Regions from separate parts of the Gossypium hirsutum genome. Here region 2 is linked to region 1. A link is a contact called in public Hi-C data. All regions are on one chromosome and are shown on one strand. Each heading gives the region's core, a stretch centred on a gene start, on an enhancer-like site or on the middle of the called end of the contact. The rest is flanking DNA. Distances are from core to core; before and after follow the strand shown. Region 1 holds the start of LOC107932680 (protein NARROW LEAF 1). Region 2 holds the start of LOC107932693 (molybdenum cofactor sulfurase).

The links. Hi-C and Micro-C count contacts between places; a contact is called where the count stands out from the background.
Region 2: a Hi-C map of hypocotyl shows a contact between it and region 1, with 3 times the contacts expected there. The contact joins the promoter of LOC107932693 here to the promoter of LOC107932680 in region 1. A contact is called at or near these places in 10 of 34 Hi-C or Micro-C datasets (callus, hypocotyl, leaf and 1 more).

What each region holds. Positions count from the first base shown.
Region 1 is chrA01:3,244,199-3,248,943 of Gossypium_hirsutum_v2.1, reverse strand. LOC107932680 (protein NARROW LEAF 1) reads right to left here and starts at 3,069. Exons shown (of 6, transcript XM_016864739.2): 1 at 2,913-3,069; 2 at 1,466-1,997; 3 at 1,161-1,304; 4 at 574-814. The coding sequence starts at 1,960. LOC107932687 (serine/arginine-rich splicing factor SR45) reads right to left here. Exons shown (of 12, transcript XM_041074243.1): 12 at 4,567-4,745.
Region 2 is chrA01:3,414,281-3,419,179 of Gossypium_hirsutum_v2.1, reverse strand. LOC107932693 (molybdenum cofactor sulfurase) reads left to right here and starts at 2,936. Exons shown (of 22, transcript XM_016864753.2): 1 at 2,936-3,193; 2 at 3,366-3,464; 3 at 3,956-4,014; 4 at 4,252-4,412; 5 at 4,647-4,804. The coding sequence starts at 3,085.

The DNA of each region.
Region 1 (4,745 bases), core at 1,820-4,319:
TACATGTTGGAGTTTCGAGACTTAACCATTGATGTCTCCTAGAGAACAGGAGCAAATGATGTATCAACCGGCAAATACACCATCCAAGTAAAAAGTGGGAGCTCCTCATTTAATCAACTAGTCCAATGACATAAACAAAAAAGAATCCCAATGAGGTCCAATTTCAATAGAGCCATAACTACTAATCATATTCCAAATAGTGCAAAGGCATTGACAAGATACATAACTAAAAAGATCTTGAGACAAATAGGTCATGGAAGTTAAAATAAAAGCAAGGTAAAAAAATCCCGTTTCAAGCGCAAAATTAAAGAAACATGAAGAAGGAAGCAAAGCACAAAACATATCCGCCCACCAACCAAAAGTAACGGTGTAACAATAACCAAACATTGGCACGAAGATTTTAATGAACCAACAGTATTGGATAGGTTTCTAAAGGAAATGAGAATGACATCTTTAAAAAGCTTACTAGGATAACTTCAAAACAGTTAAGTGGTTTGTTCATGTTGCAGCATAAGCTTCAAAATGAAATCAAAAAGAGAATTAGTGCAACTCGAGTTATCATAAAATCCTTACCTGGGTTCGTTCCGGCAAAAATGCCATACCAAAGATCATCTGTGATGAATGAAGTAGCTCTCTCCACTGCACCAAGATATACACCAGGACCAAGTGTTGGAGGCAAAGGATGGAACATTTTTTGATTTGGGTAGTCCAAGTCAACTGCAACATGACGATTTGTAAGAAACCCAACTTGTCGGCTGCCAGTTTGACTTTTCACAATAGCACCCAAAGTCCCATAAGTTTCCTGATTAGCTACCTGAGGTGAAAAAAGCAATAGTAATGGTGTACATGAAGATTTATGAGACATGAAACAAAATGAACAAAAAAGGGATGTGAAATGGTCGATAAAGTTTTACATGTCAGTCATCTAAGACTTCGCTGAAGAAGATTTCTTAGTCACTAATTGTGAACACAAACATATTGCCCAGATATATAAAGTAACATGTGATTTTTTTAATCACTGATGATAATACCATATAGGACTAGAGTTGATCTAAAGCTTAATTCGGATGATCAAAGTTCTCAAACATTCTTGTACACCAAAGAAAATCTACCAACTACCATACATCGGGAAAAAACAGTGCAAGGCAACTTGAAAATACCTGAGAACCTGAGCCAATATGCGGATCACCCCCACGCAAATCATCCACAATCTCTGTGTACAGCTGCTCCTTGGGTGCTGGCTCAGGCGCACCGAAATATGAGAACTCCACAACATCCACATCACACCACACTCCTCCTGGTCCCTGATTAAAATATTTAACACTTATTTTATCAGCATATTGAACCAGATTCCAACTAAAAGGGGTTGAAACAAGATAAAACCAGAGTGTAATAAGAAAGGAAAAGGTAAAAGAATATAAGTAACAGAGGAAACGGGGAAGGATAGGAAGTCAAATTGAATAACCTCTAAGGCTGTAGGTAAACATTGGATGGGACTGAGCCATTGCTTGTCAACTTTCCTGGAGACGAAAACAAGGATAGCTGGTATGTCAGTGAGCACACCCTTTTTAATACGAAAACCAATCGCTGTCCCAAGACTGTAGCATCTCAAAATCTTGCTATGAAATGCTCTTATGGTCATTAGCTCGAGTAATGTTGTTGCTTGTTGCCCTTTCGGCAACCGACCAAGAGTCTCAGGCAGAACTCCTTTCTGTAGATTAGCAAAATAGTTTGCCCTCTCTTCAGCAGCATCGTTTAACCTGCTGGATGTCGGCCATGAAAAGTAAGGAGCATTGTTATCACTGTGCTGTCCAGCCGAAGCAAAAGGCTGAAGTGTCGGTGAACTAAATGAAGGAAGATGAGGATGACAGCAGCAGGTTCTTTCAAAATCCAAAGCCGATTCCTCTGATGGTGTTGAACCGGAGCAACGACCCCTCATATTAAGTCTAGATCGGTCCATCGTTTGGACTGGCTAAACAGATAATGCAGTGAAACACCTGGAAACCATAATAAATGACAATGACTCAATATACACAAGCATCTAAGCAGGCAGTTAGACTATGATTTACAAATAAAAGATTACCCTTTCTTTCTGATTCAAACCCTGAAAGAATAATAACATGAAAGGCCAAATGTAACGACGGGAATTTTTTTTCACTTCAATTCAGCCTTGTTAATTTTAGATATAACATGAAAATATGATAAGCGCCACATACTAAACATAGAAAACAGTTAATAAGCACAACATCAACATGATATGTTTAATATAAATCATATTCTTGTCTAGGACACGTTAAATTTCTTCATTAATGAAACTAGATATTGCCACCATTGTATGTTGAAAAATGATTTTTTTTTTATTTTGATTTTTTTTCTAAAGAAAATTATAATTTAGGTCACTTAACTTTTTGAATAAATTTTTTGAGTCATAATTTTGAAATTTTTCATATTAAATTATTTGCTTATAATTTGAATAACTTATCATTGGGACTTCTAGTCAAATTTACTTTTTTTAGAAAGAAAAATATATAAAATTAAGAGTTCTTCATCATGATCAAAGTGTTTACACACTATTTGCTATTACTAATGGAGAATAATATACAATGAATTTAGACCCCCCACCCCCCGTAAATTTTTTTTCATTTTTTCCGAAACATATTTATGCACGTAAAACTCTAATCAAAATTCGAAAGAAAATCAAATAATTCATCCTATTACAAACCATCAAAATTTCCATTCTTTCTAAGAAACAACAGCCAAAAAAAAAAGTGCAGTTGCTTTTAAATTTGATTTTTTAAAAAAGAAATTCTCAATTCATAAAATCAAAAAAAAAACAAATACCAAAAACCTTAATAAATAAATAAATAAACAAAACTGAAGAGATTGACTTATGAAGGAAAAAAAGAACTTGCCGTTGTTTGAGCGAAGAGCCTTCCTTCGTGTTCTACAGCTGAAACTGTGACTGTGGGCAACTAGAGTGGGAAAGGGAGATGGAATTTCCTCGGTAAAACAAGGAAAAAATAAAGCACTTTTTTTTTCCTTTTATTTATTCATAAAATGAGTTTAATGGCTATGGGCCTTGCTTAGAGCTAAGCCTCATTAATGTTTGAGCTTTGACATATTAACGTTAGTTCAATCCTAATTCGTCTCGAATTTATTGTTTTTAAAAATACTTTTCAACCTATAAATAATGTCAAATACATCATTCTTTTATAAAATACTCTTTAACCTCAATGCAAAACCTATAATTTATAAAATAAAAATAAAAATTGGAAAATCATTTTCATGATCAGAATCGTGTTTATCATCAAATTTTTGTAATATTTATACAGTATTTTGTATATTTTAATTTATAAAAATTATGATTTATATGTCATCTTTATATTTATTTAAATTAAATTTTGAAAAATAATTTATATTGATTACTTAAAAACATTTAAAATCCATATTTTGTATATCAAGATATTATTAGTAAATTATTTTTTTATATTTTATTATAATTTAAATCGATGTAAATAATTTATTTTTTTATGTACAACATTTTATTTAAAATAAACATTTTACCTTTTGAGAATAATTTTTACCAATAATATTAAATACTAAATGTTTTTAATGATAAAATATGTTAATTATAAATTTACGATTCATACCAATGACGAATGGGAGGGTTGACAAAGACTCGACTTCCCTAAAATAAAAATTTTCTATTTAGACTCTTTAAAATTTTAAATTTTTAATGATAAAATTACACTTTTAACACTTCAAAAATAATAAAATTTTAATTAAATATTTTGAAAATTATAAAAATATAAATTATTAAAATAATAAAATTATATTTTTACTATTATAAGAATTTTCTAACTTCACCTAGTCAAACCCCTGGCTGATACCTAAGTCTAAGATTCAAGTATGGTTAAATAATCAGTTGACACCAAGGTCAAGATTCAAACTATGGTTAGCCCTTTCTTCCCTTTCTAATAGAGGACAAAAAGAATTTATTACTATGGTTAACCCCTTCTAACAAAGGACAAAAAGAATTAATAAAAATCTATTACATATTTCAATTCACTCCTCTATCAATTTTCCTCTATATAAATTAGCGTTAATTCCTCAACTTTAATTTTGTCAAAAATTTTAGCTAATACTCCTACTTTACGAAACTACAAACAATTAATTATCTTATCTATTTGTCATACTTTACAAAACTACAAACATCTAATTATCAGATCCGCAATTTAACAATAATGTTTAACCCCATAACCCAAATAAACTAACTGCTCAATTTTCCTTAATTTCTGTGAAGAGGACTAAATTCATGGTTAAAATAAAAATAAGAGTTAATATATATTTTAACTCCAAATAACTGGTTCCTATTTTTTTTAATCTAATTGGTACCTAAACTTATTCCGTCACTGGAATGACTAAATGTGAACAAAAATGCCAAACTGATTGACGAAATACAAATTTAAGAACCAACTAAGTTCAGATAAAAAATTCAAGGGCATAATATATATTAACTCTAAAAATAAAGGCTAAGTGGTAGAGAGATTTAAAAGTAACTAATGGTTTAGGGAAACAAACTCTTTCACACATAATGTACTCATTATCAATAATCACAACTCATCATCAAGACTTTGTTAAAAGGCAGTTAAAGTATCATCACAGATGCAATGTGTAAGTATTATTCTCAAGCAACTCGATACTGACTCTCCTATTACATCATTCACACAACAAATAGAGAATCA
Region 2 (4,899 bases), core at 1,687-4,186, 170 kb before region 1:
GATAAATTACTGAAATACCTTTAAAAGTGGAAAATTTACAGTTTTACCCCTAAGAGATAAATTACCGAAATACCCCTAGGGTTAAATTGACCTAAATGCATGTTTGACTGTTGTTATTTACTGTATGCCATGTTGTTATTATCTGATGCATGGGATTGGGATATTGACGGAGGAAGTACTGAAAGTGGCTTGTCCACATACTGGAGGCTTTGCCTCAATTTACTGTTAACTGAGCAGCAAGGCTGCAACTGTGGAGTGTTGGGCTGGGTGGGTTGAGCTATTCCCCACATGGAGTGTATGGCTGGTACGGGTGGAGTGTAGTGGTTGGTGGGTTGAGTAGTCTCCCCAAATGGGCTTGCATATGTTATTGATGTTGCATGTATTTCCAAATGGGCCTATGGGCCATACTGTTATCTGAATAAGAGGCTAAGGCCCAGTTTATTGTAATCTGAAAAGGGCTCTGGCCCAGTACCACTGTTACCTGAATGGGCTTAGGCCCAATGGGCTTGAGCTGACTTGGGCTTTGAATGGGTTTCCTTACACACTGAGTTTCCCCAAACTCACCCCTTTTATTTTCATCCACGCAGGAAATCCCCAACCATAGTGGGCTTGGAGCTGTGAGGGAATTCGGAGTGGCCACCCGTTCTGAAAGTTTGATTTTCTTCTGGTGAACTGGACATCCTTTTATTTACGTTTGAAGTTTTTGGCTTTTAAATGTAATAAGGCCGCTTAATTATTTTGATGGTTTTAATATGTATTACTAAGATAGGTAATACTTATTTTAACTGTTGAAATTGGATAGCTTTAGGGCGCGTTTTCAAAAACAACAATTGATTTCAAAATAACACGACAACAAGCAAAGCTTCTGCAATGAAAGTATTTTCCAAAATTAATCACTTTTCCTAAAAATGACTTAATCAAATCGGTTTCCTAGAAATATCCATGACGTTAAGGTGTGGCAATGGCGGTATGCATGTCTAGGATTGGATTCGAAGGGAGCTTGGTACTTAAGCAGTCCGATGGACTCACCACCTCTTTTCCGGTTTCCTACCTGGTGCACAGCTTCCATTCACTTTAACCTATAATGAAATTATCTTTTAAAACACTAAATAAGTTTTTCTGGACCAATAATATAAAATGTTTTGAATGCTTCGATGTAGCATGTCAGATCCGACCATAACGTCTGGTCCGGGTTTGGGGTGTTACAACACCATGAACGGTGGCCAGCGTCACGCAAAGGGGCGTATTTAGCCCCGTTTTGAACACCCCTTGAAGGCCACACCACCGAAACACGGAGATGCTGAAGGGAGGAGACTCTCGGCTCCCTTTTGGGCCCGATGCCGGCGATGGGGAAAGGGTCACCGACGTCGCGACCGCCGGAGGCTCCAAGTAAGTTTCCTTGCCCCTTTTTTTTATTTCAAGCCCCTTTTTTATTAAAAAATAATTTGTAAAATAAAAAAAATAAAAAAAATAGAAAAATCAAAAATAAAAAGATCAAAAAATAAGAACAAACACCTTTTTAGATTTTTTTTTGCTTTCGATTTCTCTGAAGATATATGTGTAATACAAAATTTTTTAAAAAATGAACCCCCCACCCTCTACAAACTGATTTCATTTCGGCTTTATAGCCGATTACAATATGAAGAAAAGTCAATCTCCTGTTTTTGTTGTTGCCTTTTACTTTTGTATTCTGCTCCTTGTCTGTCCTCTTTTCTTGCTTGTTTGCAGGTGATAGCAAAGGCGATGAGACGGGGCTGGTACAAGGCCGAGCAGAGGTTGTCAGGCCTCGGGGCCTGGCGCGGACGGTGCGCTCGAGGCACGTGGGGGAGCTGCGGCGCTGGAGAGGGGAACCCTAGGGTTCCTCTGAAAATGTTAAGTTTTCGGGCTGGGCTTAGGGTTTGCAAAATTGGGTAGTAAGTTTTAGGTTTTTGGGCCTGTTGGGCCATTGTAAAAATGGACCGTTTATTTTGGTTCATGGTTTTTAATTTTGGTTTATAACGGGCCGGGCAAAATGGGCCTATTACAATGATCATTAGTTTACAATTTATCATAGGGTAAACTACACTCAAGTTCACTCGACAATTTAAAAAAAAATGTTACAAGTTGGTCACTGAACTATACAAAAGTTTCAAGGTTTTAATTACCTCATTCACAGTTGTATTCTAGTAATCTTGGTACCATTTGACTTCCTCCTTTTACAAAGAATAACACTAAGCTAGCGCTTTTTCCCTCCTATTTCAACATTATGGTTTGATTTTCCTTGAAATGGTCTAAAGCTCCACTAATTTAAACCTAAAACCCTAATGGAGATACTTTGCGATCTTGATCCATTGTTGATGATTGGTCACCTAATTCTGATATGCTCATTTTCTCAATGAAATCTTCTCTTTGACCTTTTGAATTAAGCCTCCATCGATTGAAACTCTCTGATTAACTTCTTATTGAATCTAGTACATTTGAGTTTCTTTTTTTTAAACATATTTTGATTATCTTTTCTCTAATTTTATTCTATCCCTTTGCTTTCATAGGTACTATTTAGAGCTCATTGAAATATGAGATTTTCTTCCTCTTTTTTATTTATATTTTTGCTTGCTTTGATTGCGCTTGGGAGTTGTAATTGATGTTGTTTAGATTATTGGGTTAAGGAGTGATAATGCATAAAATTAGTGACCAAAGTGTAAATTTGTAAACTTATTAATAATTCAGTTACCAATCTTAACTTTTTTATTTGAGTGGCCAAATTGTAAATTTACCTGTCCCAAACTTTGATGTCTATTAGCACTTAATGGGCCAGTGATTAACTTGTAACCAACGAACAATTCAATGATCAATTTGCAATATTTTTAAACTGAGTTACCAAAATGTAAACTTACTAATATATGAGTGATCTTTGTTAAAATTTACCCAATAGAATTATGGAGACAACGTGTCTGAATTCTCAAACGTTTCTGAATTCTGACTCGTCCCGAACTAGTTCCTCGGGAAGAAGCTAGAGGACAGGTACCCCTCAGCTCATTCCAATCTATCTGCTGGTCAACATTAGTGTTTTTATCACCATATCCCAACCCTGAAAGTTCTCTGCAAATGGACGGCAAGGAAGAGTTTCTCAAGGAATTCGGTGACTTTTACGGCTACCCCAACGCCCCTAAGTCCATCGACGAAATTCGTTCCACCGAGTTCAAGCGATTAGAAGGTCAATTTTTTTTTCTTTATTCAATTTTTTTATTGATATTTTATATTCCTTTTATTGTTTCAAGTAAGAAATAATTGAAATTTCAGAAGATAGAATTGGAATTTCGAGTTTTTGTTTGATGCTTTGGGTTTGGGTACTTTGATAAGCTATTTTTGAGCTTTGGGTACTGTAGATACTGTGTATTTGGATCATGCTGGAGCAACCCTTTACTCCGAGTTGCAGATGGAAGCTATCTTTAAAGATCTTACGACTACTGTTTATGGAAATCCTCGTATCCTTTTAACTCAAAAGCTAGTATTGTTTTTTTCTCTGAAATTCGATTAAATTCCAACTATTCGTATTGACTAATATCTTCCCTATTGTATGGTAATCTTATAAATGATTATAAGTTCTTTAAAGCACTGAGTAAAATCCCTTTAGCAAGATCAGCACTGCATTAGTTTGGTTTTGACTTTTATCCTGCTTTGTATTTTTGGAGGGAAAAGCTAGAAATTGGTTCAGTTAATCTGTTTTGAGAAGTATTATCTTACCTGGATTTGGAATTACAAGCCCTTTAGGAATATCTGGTACTGGTACTGGTTTTGGTTTGTTTTGATTGTGACATTGCAGTAACTCAGATTATTGATGTGTTTTTTGGCTGAAAAGCTGGAGGTCCTACTCTTGTTTCAGTTTGGGTCATAATTTTATTGTCTTATTCGTGCTTAGAAATAATAGGTCTTATATAGAACTATGTCTTATGTTCCTCTTGACTACTTCTATAAGATAGCCAAAGTGATTCTAGTTCAGCCACTAGTGACATTGTAAGGGAAGCACGCAGACAGGTACCACGAATGTTACTTTACTTTGTTTTCTGTTGTTCTTCTTATTTCTTTGCTGAAATTTGTTTTAAAGTTTCTACATTTCAAATGGCCTGGTTTTATTTGGTCTATGAAGTCATAAATAGTTTATAGGTATTGGTAATTGTGCTCTAGTTCAATTTGAAATAAATTATCATTTTTTTTAATCTGTGGTATCAGAATAATTATCTTTTATTTTTGTATATTTTTCTTGCTATATAGGTCCTCGATTACTGCAATGCTTCTCAAAAGGATTATAAATGTATATTCACTTCTGGGGCAACAGCTGCATTGAAACTCATAGGGGAGAACTTTCCCTGGAGCTGTAAGAGCACCTTTATGTACACAATGGAAAATCATAATAGCGTACTTGGTCTTAGAGAGTATCCTGCCACTTCTAGTTTTGGGAGTACTATCATAAATTCTGGCCAGTGCAGTCATGTTTTGTGTGTATGTGTGTTTTCTTTCTTCTGTTCTAAGATCATCTTATATCCACAGTGATATTACTTATAGTATGTTTTGTTTTGTGTATTATATGACAGAAAAGGATCAGCATTTTTGTTCCTTCTCTTAATATTCTTGAATCTATAACTTTGTGTGCACTTAATAATTATTAGATATGCTCTCAATCAAGGAGCTGCAGCCTTTGCAGTTGATATAAATGAGGCTGTGGATCAGGGTGGAGCATCTAGAAGCTCTCTGACTTCATTTAAGGTGATACAGCATCCAGTGCAGATAAGAAATGAAGCAAAAGTTTTGGAAGGGGAGCTTACAGGTAACATTTGGAAAAATATGTTAACTTAATGTACTACTGATACCTGTTAGAGAAATGATTCAGGGTGAAATAACTAATATTTGCATATTAATTTG